Linked DNA regions of Mus musculus: region 2 is linked to region 1. A link is a contact called in public Hi-C data. All regions are on one chromosome and are shown on one strand. The core of a region is the stretch at or near the end of the contact, and the rest is flanking DNA. Distances in the headings are between cores, read along the strand shown.

What was found. A called contact is a pair of places that touch in the nucleus more often than the background predicts.
Region 2: a Hi-C map of cerebellar granule neurons shows a contact between it and region 1, with 1.9 times the contacts expected there. The contact joins two enhancer-like sites. A contact is called at or near these places in 5 of 484 Hi-C or Micro-C datasets (cerebellar granule neurons, cerebellum, cerebral cortex and 1 more), 3 of 115 datasets of contacts at active chromatin or transcription factors (embryonic stem cells, forebrain and stem cell-derived neural progenitor cells) and 2 of 9 other capture datasets (liver and macrophages).

What each region holds. Positions count from the first base shown.
Region 1 is chr5:27,131,249-27,137,794 of GRCm38.p6, reverse strand. The region is part of intron 1 of Dpp6 (dipeptidylpeptidase 6); the gene reads right to left. Among named protein-coding and RNA genes, the nearest start is that of Dpp6, 85 kb to the right of the region's middle. Within about 2 kb of position 4,299, at least 15 of the 459 cell types and tissues checked have an H3K27ac peak or open chromatin away from gene starts, as enhancers often do. A contact at or near this core is called in cerebellar granule neurons, where this site is marked.
Region 2 is chr5:27,255,295-27,261,111 of GRCm38.p6, reverse strand. All of the region lies in intron 1 of Dpp6 (dipeptidylpeptidase 6), which reads right to left. Among named protein-coding and RNA genes, the nearest start is that of Dpp6, 210 kb to the right of the region's middle. Within about 2 kb of position 2,846, at least 2 of the 459 cell types and tissues checked have an H3K27ac peak or open chromatin away from gene starts, as enhancers often do. A contact at or near this core is called in cerebellar granule neurons, where this site is marked.

The sequences.
Region 1 (6,546 bases), core at 3,050-5,549:
GCTATCTGCTCCTTGGATGGTGTCAGTAATGTTTTACTGGAAGCATCCATTTGCTTTGTATGCATGGAAAGGCAGGGAAAGAGTGGGTAGGGTCAGTCAGACCTGTAGTCACTTAGTCACCATTACTCCGATTTGCAGATCTCTTTGGCCTGACATTATATAAACACCCACCATCTATCCTTTGGTGATGAAAGGCTGAATTTACACATTCTGCAAAACTAGGTCATCAAAGAAATGGGTCTGGCTCTCAGTTTTGATTGTGGTGAAATAGCCCAGCCATGAAATGACAATACAGACAGAGCTCTACAGTCTTCTCTTTGGCCATAGTAACACGCTATGTGTATCGTGTCAACCTGTATGGCAACTGCAGCTGAGGGGTTTATACTCTCCCTACATTTTTATATGCACTGCCAGCCACTTCCCTGTCACCTGTGTGCTCCATCATGTCCCTAGGCTGAACATCAAAAGCCAGATGCTGAGTTACAGCTGAAACTAAACACTAGAAAGAGTAGCTGGTGCCACAAGGCTGGGCCTACAGAGCTCCTGCTGTACAAGCTGCAAGCAGGATGTGAATCATCGTATGCATGCACGCATCACAAACATGATGTGAACCATTGCTGCTGCATCAGACCCAACACAGTGTATCTTTCCTCGGTCAGGGCAATCAGAGGCCCTGACTTATGAATGCCACCACTCCTTTGAAACTTTTGTGAATGTCAGCATGGACTAACTTGAGGGTCCCACAAATGAGCATCATATCACCTTCCTAGGACCAGGTCCAGGCCCTAAGGCAAACATTCCTCTTTGCATTGTCTTTCAATATAGTCTCCCAGAAAACAGCTAATACCTTGACAGTTCCTTGGTACTAGATCCCAGAAGAGCAGGGTTATGGCCATCTAAGTAGTTTGAGGATAGGGTTCTCATACTTGCAAGCCAAAGCCTATGGTGCCAGCAGCCATCAGCATAGCATCATAAAAATCCGATTTATTCTTTGATTATGGGCAAAATATTTTTTATGGCTAAGTTCCAAGTGGATGAAAATATGTTCAAAGGTCTACTCGACAAATTTCTTAGATGATGTCAAACAGCAAAATCAGATTGCCATGTGGTGGCACATCCCCCAAGTCACCAGTGCTCTATGGAGACACTTTCTCTGTCTGCTATGATGTAGGTTCCCTGGCTACGGGAAAAGCCTGTATTTTCTTCAAGAGTCTCTTTTGGTAACAATTATAATAAATGTTCCATCAATAGTAATAACATAAAATGTTAATCAAAAAGAAATTTTCCCGACTTGTTCTTGCCTAGGAAGCCATAGTAATTAGAACAGGTGTAGGGGGCCATTGCAACCTCTCATTTCTGACATGCTGCTTGTGTAGAGGAACTTTTACCCTGGCTTAGTCTGTTTTCCTATTCTTCCTATTCTCTGCAACTCCTCTCTCTCTCTCTCTCTCTCTCTCTCTCAGCTATATGTCTATATGTCATCTCTGTGTATTTTTGTCTGACTGTCTCTCTGTGTGTTGTGCATCTCTGCATATTTGCATGTGTATGAGAGAATTCATGCAGGTGTACATGCATGCGTGCGTGTGTGCATGTGAAGGTTGGAAGTTAATGCCATGTATTGAGTGAAGCAGAGTCTCTCACTGAACCTGATTCTTACAGTCGAGCTAGCCAGCTTGCCCTATGGAAGCCCCTGTCTCACCTTCTCCAGTGCTATGATTACAAGTGGCACCACACATGGCTGACATTTATGTGGATTCTAGGGATCCACATTTGGGTTTTCATATTTGCATGCTAATGCTTTAGCCACTGAGCTGTCTCACTGTCTCTTCTTCATTCATTGTCTTCCAATGCCTAAAGCACGGCTAGAACTAAAATACTTGGGGATAACCCTACTATGCATGAGGCCTGAAGTGCTCTCAGTGGGGAGTGGTCAGAGAAGGGCAGCTGGGAACACCAGAGTGATTTAAGATCTGCAATCATGTTTGCACATAGGCCAGCCCTCCCTACCTCACAGATTCAGTACACGCTCCCCTCATACTGAATCCAACTGCAGCTGCTTGCAGCTGGAGCTGTGGAGGGATGCAAGGACACTCACTGTAATTTCCATCCCAGCATCCAGCAGACAGGGGAGGGTCTGGACTAGCAGGCTCAGTCCCATCCTCCTGGCTGGTTTCTGATAAGATGATAAGTGGGGGTCTTTACAAAGCCCCACTGAGCGATACACTGAACCAAGCAGAAGGCAGCAAGCAGTTTTGGAACTTACAGTTTCCAGAAAGAATGGCCAGCTGAAGGTCAAACTACCTGATGCTAAAGGTACTGAGAATACTTTTTGGCACAATGCTACTGGGGGTTGGGAGGCTACAGGTCCCTTAAATGGGACCATTTTTGGTCAGGTATGATGAGGTGTATGTTTGGGATATCTGTGAGGCTTGGCTCATTGAGGAAACATGAGGCTGGGTTGTATAGATCATGGTTGTGTATCTGTTGAAAGTGTAGATGTATTCTAAAAGAAATTTTGAGAAATAAGGGAAAATGTAGAAGCCCCCACCCAGTCTACATGTCCTAGGATGGGGTAAGCCATGAGCATCCCTGTGGAGAGAAATGATGTCTTCTGTGTGTAGTACAACTTCCTGGAACAGTGACCCTCTGTAGACTTTGTAAAAACCACGGGGACCAGTATAGATAAAGGTGGGGAGAGCAGTGCATAGAAAGGAATTTAAACTCATTCCTTAAAACAGCACATGCCCTTTAATGACATTTGACATTTCAAGATAAGCTAAATATCATTGCTTTAAAAAATTAGGTCATTTCAGATCATCAGAGATGGATGAAGTGAAGCCAGATAACTCTGACGGTGACATAGCACAACACAATCCAGGGCTTTGCAGCTCCTTACTGGCTGCCTGTTCCCAGCAATCTCTGTGGTAGCTGGCATTATCATCCCAGTTCAAGGGGAGAAGGTGTGGCATTGGAGAGCAAATGTCTGAACAGGTGGCTCCTGGCCAGGGTCATATCACTGTCATTCTACAAATATTGCTGTGCAGTTCCAATCCAGAGATGTGGCTGAAACCATATACACAAAAGCACTGGAAATGGGCCTGTTTATCTCCCTGTTTCCAGGTCATCATGAGCATCAGATGTAGACGGATCCAGGAGAAAGCTAGGCAGTAAGCCTCACCAATTATCAGCTCACTTAATACCATCTGAAAGAGAATCCTCTTGCCAAGTGCTTTGAGCCATAGCCCAGATATCCATCATGAAGGCTGGTGGGACATCAGGTGTCCAAGTGCCACTCTTATGGGACCCATTTAAGTTAGGTATAATGAGGTGTATGTTTGAGAGGCAAGGTTTGGGATATCTGTGAGGCTTGGCAGGAAACATGATTGAGGAAACATGAAGGAAATGTGAAGCTGTGTTGCATAGATCATGGTTTCCATGTCTGTTGGAAGTGTAGATGTGTTTCATTTATTTTAAAATAAAATTTGAGAAATAAAGGAGTATGTAGAAGCTTCCCACCTAGTCTGCAGGTCAGTATTTACTAAGTTTGGCAGATGCATTTTAAGTTTCTTCTTCTCCATTCATGCATGTATCATTCATAATAAGAAAAGGACAGAAGGAAGAGAGAAAGAGTTGAAGAAAAGAGAGAGGGAAGGGAGGAAAGGGAGGATTGGAAGGAGGAAAGGGAGGAAGGGAGGGAGGGAAAGGAGGACAGGAGGGAGGAAGGGAGAGGAGGGAGGGAAGGAGAGAGAGAGAGAGAGAGAGAGAGAGAGAGAGAGAGAGAGAGAGAGAGAGAGAGAACATAGTAAGACTGAGAAAGAGTGGGGACATAGAGACCTGAGACAAGGACCTGGTGACCAGTTTTGTTGGAAGGAGGCTACAAAGAAAGTTCAAGCTATAAGTGAAATGGGGAAGAGAAGGGCATTTTTGGGTGCTTAGTAGGTCCCTCATCTCCTAGATATACAAATGGAGTGAGGGAATTCTCACAATTATGCTGGGCCTTCCTGCTTTCTGACTTCTGGCTTGAGAGAGGCTGCCTGGAGTACCATGGGGCACAGAGAACACTATAGATCTGTGTGAGCCCCTCCAAGAACAGGTGATTTCACGTGCAGCATGGGCCAGAGCACGCGCTCCCACCCTTTGCTCACGACCTGCCCTGGCACTGCAGGGCTGGACATGTGGCTATGTAGAGGTGTAGACATGTAGAGAACAGTCATCATCTAGTCATGCTGCTTCCCTAGGTCTCCTCATATTTACACAGAGTTCAGGCCAAATAGAGACATGATGGGAGATGCTTCAATAAGGCCATTCAGCTACCATTACACAATGTAAGCCTGACAATAATGCAGCCTGTCTTCTCAAACCCGCACTGAACACATGCTGTGATGGCATTAGGCCAGGGGTTGGAATGGACTGTGGGAGATGACGTAATGGCTGCTGGAACTCACCATCCCAGGTGTAGAGAAATAAATGACTGGGTGTTAGTGTGAATAATATGGAGAATGCATGAGACAAGAGCCCAGACACCTGAGCTGCAAAGACCTAAGAAACGGGAAGGTCCACAGGCACAAAAACACAACCTCTTCTAATAAAACAGATGCAAGTTTGAGCCTACCAGCTACTAGGTTGGCAACAATTGAAGCAATGATAACACCCTGAGGGGTTCCCCTTCTGTACTGCTGATGAGAGTGCAGACTAATGGGACTCTCCTAAAAGGCACCTTTCCAACATGTATCAATTGCTTTTTTTTTTAACTATGCAATTCTAACACACATTCTGATAGCTGGGAGGTATTAGGATGACAACTGAGTTAGTGGTGTGCAAAGATGCTTGGAATTTATTTCTGTACAAGGTACCAGGGCAGAGCAAAGCATAAGGTACTATCATTTTTGTAAATTAATTTTGTAAGTAAAAGAGCCCTTGTTTGAATAAATTTGCACAATGTACATGGACTTAGATTTCAATAAACCTACACAGGTCTAAAAAACTTCAGGAAGAAAATTTGCCCAACTGTTAACAATTTATATTATAGATCACCTTTGGTTTTCTTCTTTTGTTAGATTGCTATTACTTTTCTTGGTGCATTGAATTTTTATATTAAATATACATTGCCTATTCAAAACTGAAATGTTAAGTGGTTTCATAGTGTATCTGGGAGGTAAGCCTACATTCCCAGCTCCCTCCACTGGAATACTTTCAGGTTCACTGACAGCAGGAGCACCGGACACAGAGTTCCTAGGAGCATATCCCTGGAAAACTGACAGTTCAATAGCCCTCTTGTTTTAGGTACTTTTGCACTGTCATGGTAAAACCCCTGATGTGAACAACTTAAAGGAGAAAGGGCTTAAGAACTCAGTTTATCACAGTGGTGAGAACACAGTGACGTAAGCGCTCACATCATAGTGGCCAGGGAACAGACCATAGGAATGCCTGGGCTTGGGGGCTTTATCCTTGATTAGCTACTTATTTATTGCTATGATAGAAAGCCATAACTAAGGTAACTTATAGAAGGAAGGGTTTATTTGAGCTACAGTTCCAGAGGAAGAAGAGCCCACCAGAGTGAGGAAGTGGCAGACGACGGGGTGTCTGGAGCAGCAAGCTGACAGCTCACATTTTAAAATATAAGCATGAAATAGAGAGTGCCAACTGTAAATGACACTTGTGGTTAAACTCACAACACTGCTTTCCTCTGGGTCATACTTTGTTCAGCAAGTCATGCCTTCTAAACCTCTCATATAGAGCTTTCATTTGGAGCCAAGTGTACAAATTCCCAAGAGTATGGGGGTGGGGGATTCTCATTCAAACTATCACAATCCTCCTTTCTGTTTTCTTCCACCTAGGACCCAGACTATGGAAGGAGCCTCACAGAGTCAGGTAAGTCTCCCTACTTAGTACTGTCTTGAAATGTTCTCACAGGGATCTTCCAGACAGGTGGTTCCCTGGCCCCCCTCAATTCAGTTGATGATCAAGATTCACCCTCCTATACTGTCAGAACATTCAGAAATTCCAGCATTCAGAGAAGATACTGAGGTTTGATTTGTTGCTATGCACAGTAACACTACATTCTGCACCTGAAGGTCTTAGGCCTACAGTGAATCTTTACAAACTTTTGTTGTGCAAACCTTGTTCCTTGATTTAAACTATTGGCTAACTAAAATTGGCTACAGCCAGTTACTGGAGGGCTTAGAGGTAGGTGAGTGACCTGGTCAGGGATGAAGAAGAGAAAGGAATGAAATGAGACCTGGAGGAGAAGGAGTAAGAACGAGAGGAGGAAATCACCATGAGGGGTGATGGAGCATAAGCACATGGCTGGGGGAAACAGCAACTACCTGGGGTACACCTCTGGGGAGGATCCAAAGCATCAGTCAGAAGAGTAGTTTAGGAGTTACTTCCCAGTAATTGCCAAATCTAAATAAAATAACCATAGTCTGAGTCTCACTTATTTTTAAGCTAGTCGAGGATAAGCTTAAATTGGTTGTACTACAGGAAGACATATTTGTTGGCCCAAAGAGCACTCTGCTATGATTGACTCTGTGCTCTGGGCAGAGC
Region 2 (5,817 bases), core at 1,597-4,096, 120 kb before region 1:
GATAATGTCACTAATAGCCACTAATTACATTAGGAATTGTGTCCTGGGGCCTGGGTAGCATTGATCTGATTTTGTAGTTAAGATTCCACTAAGCAGGAGTTGCAGAGACACTGTCCTGGAATCCAGCCCCTTCTGGAAGTCCAGAGCCCAGTCATTTTACAAGACCAACAATTGATCAATTGACAGGCAAACTCAAATTCTAGCAGAGGTCTGCCTGCTCTCCCACAGCCCAGACTTTGCTGCTCTGAGTGTTTGGTTCTGATTCCAATATGTTTTTACAGGGCACCCAATGGCTTACTTATACTGCTTTGGCCAAAAGGACAAGAGAAAACACCGTGGCTTGCCACTGAGAAGTCTGCTTTGGTTTGTTTGCATTGAGTTAGCTACCTTCCAGTGCTGGCTATGACTTAAGAAAATGTATAAACACCTATGTTATTCAACATCAGAGCCCTGTTAACCAAGATGCTTAGATTCTAAGTGATTCAGTGTTGCTGAAAGGCTGGTGCCAAACCTCTAAGGCGAGACTCTAGTCGTATAACCACTGGCCTCTGTGAGTGTGGAGGGTCCCTGCCACACCCTAGTTGCATCCCTGGTTCTGGACGTCACCGTGGCACACTTATCCTTAGAGCTCAGCAGCAAGACAGATGAAGCCTCTGGAAAGAGTATCATGAAGTGGACCATCTTGGCCTGCACCCTGGAAACACCTCAACCCCTTAGGATCTTAGTCAATCAACAAAATCAGCAGCCCCTGCCTCAAACTGCAGTCTCAACACAGCCTGTCAACTAGAGTTTCCTCTTTAACCTAAGCTGTCTGGAACAGGTTAAGTCCTGAGTCATACCATCTGTATTATCTCAGGAAGAATTCATTGGTCCCCTCTGAGGCTGTGAGCTGCTATCCACAGACAAGAACAACAGCATAGCAGAGAGCTAGCCATTGTCCTTAGGGACCACAGTCCAATGGGAAGTGATCCCCAGGGGTGCTGAGTTCCGCACCATGGGCATATAGGAAACTCCTTCAGGCTCTTCCCACTTCTCAGTGAAGAGCTCAAGAGAGTCTGGTGCATCTAAGTTGAAGACGGTCATCATATACAATCTGCTGACATTTGAAAGATGATAGACAACATCTCAACGGAATTTTCTGCTGCTGGACAGGCCATGCCCCCAGGTTCCTCAATTCCCTCATCCATCAGATCAGTTCTCAGGAGTCATTATGTGGAAAAGTGAGAATTGGTGGTGGTAGAACTCTGTGGGTTTCTCTCTGGTGCTGGTTCCCCAGATACCAGATTCGTTGTACACTTGACCTTGACTGTCTTATGGGTGAAAAAGCAGGGATTTCTGCCTTATGAGACACTGCAGGTGAAGCTATGCAAATTCAGGGTAAATCTTACATCCCTGGGAGTTCTCAAAAATATTCTCAGAGAAACCCACAGTGCTTGAGGAGAGGGGCGAGGGGCTTGCTAATGAGCAGACATAATGACTCACTTTTGCAAGATGAATACATTCTAATATCTGCGGTATAGCACTGAGCCTGGAGTCCACAATGCCATGCCACACAGTTAAAAACCTATTAGTGGGGTAGATCCCAGGAGTGTTTTTGCTACAGCAAGATGAAATGGGCTATATGTTGCTGATATTTTTCAATTAATCACAACCCCCTTGTAGGAGAAATGCTGTTCATCTTCTGGAGTCCAGGCCTTTGCAGATTACTATATAGGTAGAGAACCTCTGGCCAAGTCAAAACTAAGTCATCTCATGTGTACAGGCACTTTCTCCAAGTCTTCCTTCAGAAATGTTAACAGATAGCAAAGAACATGTGTGCCCTGCAAGGCAGGAAGGCTGTGCAGACCAAAGATGAGAACTTATCCCACTCGCTGGGCCTTTTAAAAGCATCTCCCAAGTGTCTGGACCGAAGATAAGCTCCAAGATCTCCAAACAAGAATTGGCTCCTTGATCAAGATTGCTCCAGCTTGCTAGGCAGCAGGCAGCTTAGAGTGCCTTGCTAAAACCTATTTGTTGTCAGGGAGAACCCAAAGTGAAGGATTTCCCAAGGCCTTCCCAAGGAGATCTCACACTGTGGTCCCTGTGAGTGCCTGTGTCAGTGAGGAAGCCCCCTTATAGTCTGTAGGGAATAGTTTTCAAAGTGGCCAGAGAGCACATACAGGAAAGACTGCCCAGTGCCCTATCTGCTGACTCGGCATGGTGCTCATCAACTTGCATGTGCAGAGCCAGAGACCTTTTATTTCTCATCCCGGTTCCACCAGGAGCCCTTAGATTCCTGAAGCCAGCCTTGCCAAATGGACTTGTGGGCCTCTAGCCACGCTCTCCTCAAGACATGTGAATGGGCATTGGCACAAACACAGCCAAGGTTTGTTCATGGCCATGTAGACCTAGATCCTTCTGCTGATCCCAGCAGCTCCTCACCTTTTCCCATACAGCTACCCCAAGGAACCAAGCAGGTACAAGAGCCAAGCCTCACTTAATCAAGTGCACTGAGAATGCATCTCATGCAAATGGCAAAAACTCCATTAGGAGGGGTTCAGGAGGCAGAGATTTGGGTGTCTCAGTAGTGAGCTGCAAAGATTTTTACCACCTGCCAGAGAAAGTTCTTTTTTAATGAACAGATTCCTGAAAAATTTAGATGACTATGGGGTAGCAGGTATGAAGCAGTCATCCAGGGCTCAAAGAAACTAATAGAAACACACATATGCCACAGACACTGAAAACATTATCAAGAGGGATGGGATGTGGCTAAGCCTCCCGATCTCCATGTGCCCATTATCACTGCTGACATCCTATATGGAGCAGCTGGCCGTGACGGCAGAGCTGTGCCCTGCACAGCTGGAAGATTGGTTTAGGTTTGACCTTGATTCTGTCCTGGGAATCACTCCACTTTCTTATGCTTGGCTAAAGAACCATGGATGCTCTGGACAGAAACAGCATCTGAAGCTTGGAGATCTGGGCAGCAAGAATCACAAGGGAGGGACACAGGAAGCAGCAGTAAGTGGACCCAGACTACGCAGGAGGGAGATCTCTGATAAGCCTAACCTTGAGAAGAGGAGGATCTGAGTGACCAGGATGCTCAAAGCCCTCTCTCCAGGCTGGTGGACCACACCCTTCTCCTGTATCTACTACCCATCTCTTACCCTGAGAAGCCTGGCGGCAGATGCTGAACCACAGATTTTCTCAGGGAATTGAAGCCAGGACAAGGCTGAACCCGAAGCTGTTGGACTCACCTTTACCCTCAACAGGAGGAACACTGAGACTTTTTGCCACCTCCCTGTTTTTTTAAGTTACTTCCTAGGAAGATCAGTTTCAGCATGTATGTCATGCTGATGTGTAGATACATATGTAGTGTAGATTCTCAGAGGAGGAGGCCCATGCTGAATTTCAAGAAGCCAGGCCAGACTCTTGTTCTTCATGTGCAAGCTTTGACTACCATTTGCTAGACTAAAGGATGCAAAATCTTCTCTTAAGAGTTTGGCTGGAGATGCTGGCAAGGATGTGGAGAAAGAGGAACACTCTTCCATTGCTGGTAGGATTGCAAGCTGGTACAACCACTCTGAATATCAGTTTGGTGGTTCCTCAGAAAATTGGATATAGTACTACCAGAAGATCCAGCAATACCTCTCCTAGGCATATATCCAGAAGATGTTCCAACTTGTAATAAGGACACATGTTCCACTATGTTCATAGCAGCCTTATTTATAATAGCCAGAAGCTGGAAAGAACCCAGATGTCCCTCAACAGAGGAATGGATACAGAAAATGTGGTACATTTACACAATGGAGTACTACTCAGCTATTAAAAATAATGAATTTATGAAATTCTTGGGCAAATGGTTGTATCTGGAGGATATCATCCTGAGTGAGGTAACCCAGTCACAAAAGAACACACATGACATGCACTCACTGATAAGTGGATATTAGCCCAGAAACTTAGAATACCCAAGATACAGTTTGCAAAACACATGAAACTCAAGAAGAAGGAAAACCAAAGTGTGGATACTTCGTTCCTTCTTAGAATGGGGAACAAAATACCCATGGAAGGAGTTACAGAGACAAAGGTTGGAGCAGAGCCTGAAGGAACAATCATCCAGAGACTGCTCTACTTGGGGAACCATCCCATAAACAACCACCAAACCCAGTCACTAGGTACATGCCAACAAGAGATGACAGGAGCCTGATATAGCCATCTCCTGCGAGGCTCTGGCAGTGCCTAGCAAATACAGAAGTGGATGCTCACAGTCATCTATTGGACAGTGCACAAGTTCCCCAATGAAGGAGCCAGAGAAATACCCTGAAGGGATCTGAAGCCCTATAGGAGGTACATCAATATGAACTAACCAGTACCCCCAAGCTCCTTGGAACTATACCACCAATCAAAGAAAACACATGGTGGAACTTGTGGCTCTAGCTATATATGTAGCAGAGGATGGCCTAGTTGGTCATCAATGAGAGGAGAGGCCCTTGGTCCTCTGAAGACTCTATGCCCCAATATAGGGGAATGCCAGGACCAGGAATGGGAGTGGGTGGGTTGGGGAGCAGGGGGAGGAGGAAGGGGGTAGGGGATTTTTGTAGGGGAAACTAGGAAAGGGGATAACATTTGAAATGTAAATAAAGAAAAAATCTAAAAGTAATAATAATAAAAAGAAGAGTTTGGTGGAGCCTCTTGAGCCAGGAGTGGGGAGGGAGCTGTATGCAGGTGATTTGCATTTGCCTTGTTCTCAAATTGTTTCTCTATTTTAAGAACAATAAGAAGAGCATAGGCCCGTGGGCTGTCCTTGGCACCCACAGTCTTGCAGGCTCCCTTTGTGAGTAAGAAACACCCTTGGCTTCTTTTCAGCCAGGAGCAGAACCTCTCTTGAGATCAGGAAGAAGGAAACACAAAGAGGGAGGAAGGCAGGGTCTTGGGTTAGACCACTAATGCTCATGTGCTGGCAGATGGTCCTGGTTAGACCACTGATACATGTGTGCTCTGAGACCCACTCCTCCAAATCCCAGCTTCCTTTCATGTAAGCAAGAGGGGGCAGGGGGGCGGGGAGAAACATCACAAGAAACTAGAAGCCTCTTTATGGGTTCTCTCACTTTACTATCCTTTCCCCTGCCCAATTCGAACCTCATAGGAACCCTAAGAATGAGCAGGAATGGGTAGATCACCAGGGTGCTCACCGGTAGTGATAGAAGGCCTTGTGTATCCATCTCTATTACCTAACTTCTCACTCTTTGTGCTGGCCCCACATGCTTTAGGCCATGAGTTCTCAAAATTACTCTCAGCAAAAAAACCTCTCTACCCATGAATCCAAGGTCAACTGCCAATGTCCTAAAAGGACACTTCAAGAGGACTTTATAATGAGCTCATACTTATGTCCATGCCCAGACTTTGGATGGATCTTCCTGATAATAATGGTGTAATTCTTACAAAACTTGTTTCAAAATCCTCAGGTTTCAGCCCTAAGACCATTCATTTTCTTCTGTCTTTCCTGGCTGTCACTAAATGAGCTCATACTTCCTATCACATGTGCATAGCTAGGGCCTGCTGGTCCCCAGGCAGGGATGCTCATGAAGCCTGTCCCAGGCTGGATGTCATGAGATTCTCTTCGGGTTCCTCACACTGCTGGGTGACCTTGGCAACAGCAGTGTGACAGATGTCTTGCTTATGATTTTTAATGGCTCTGGCTAAAATTTCTGGGGCTGTTCAGTCAGCTCTGGTTTGGTGCCAGCTGTGGAACAAGCCCTCACACTGCTTGCGGGACACATGTCAGGGCTGGCTCAGCTGTCTCTACTGCTGTGCTGGGCTCAATGGCTTATCAGGAAGATG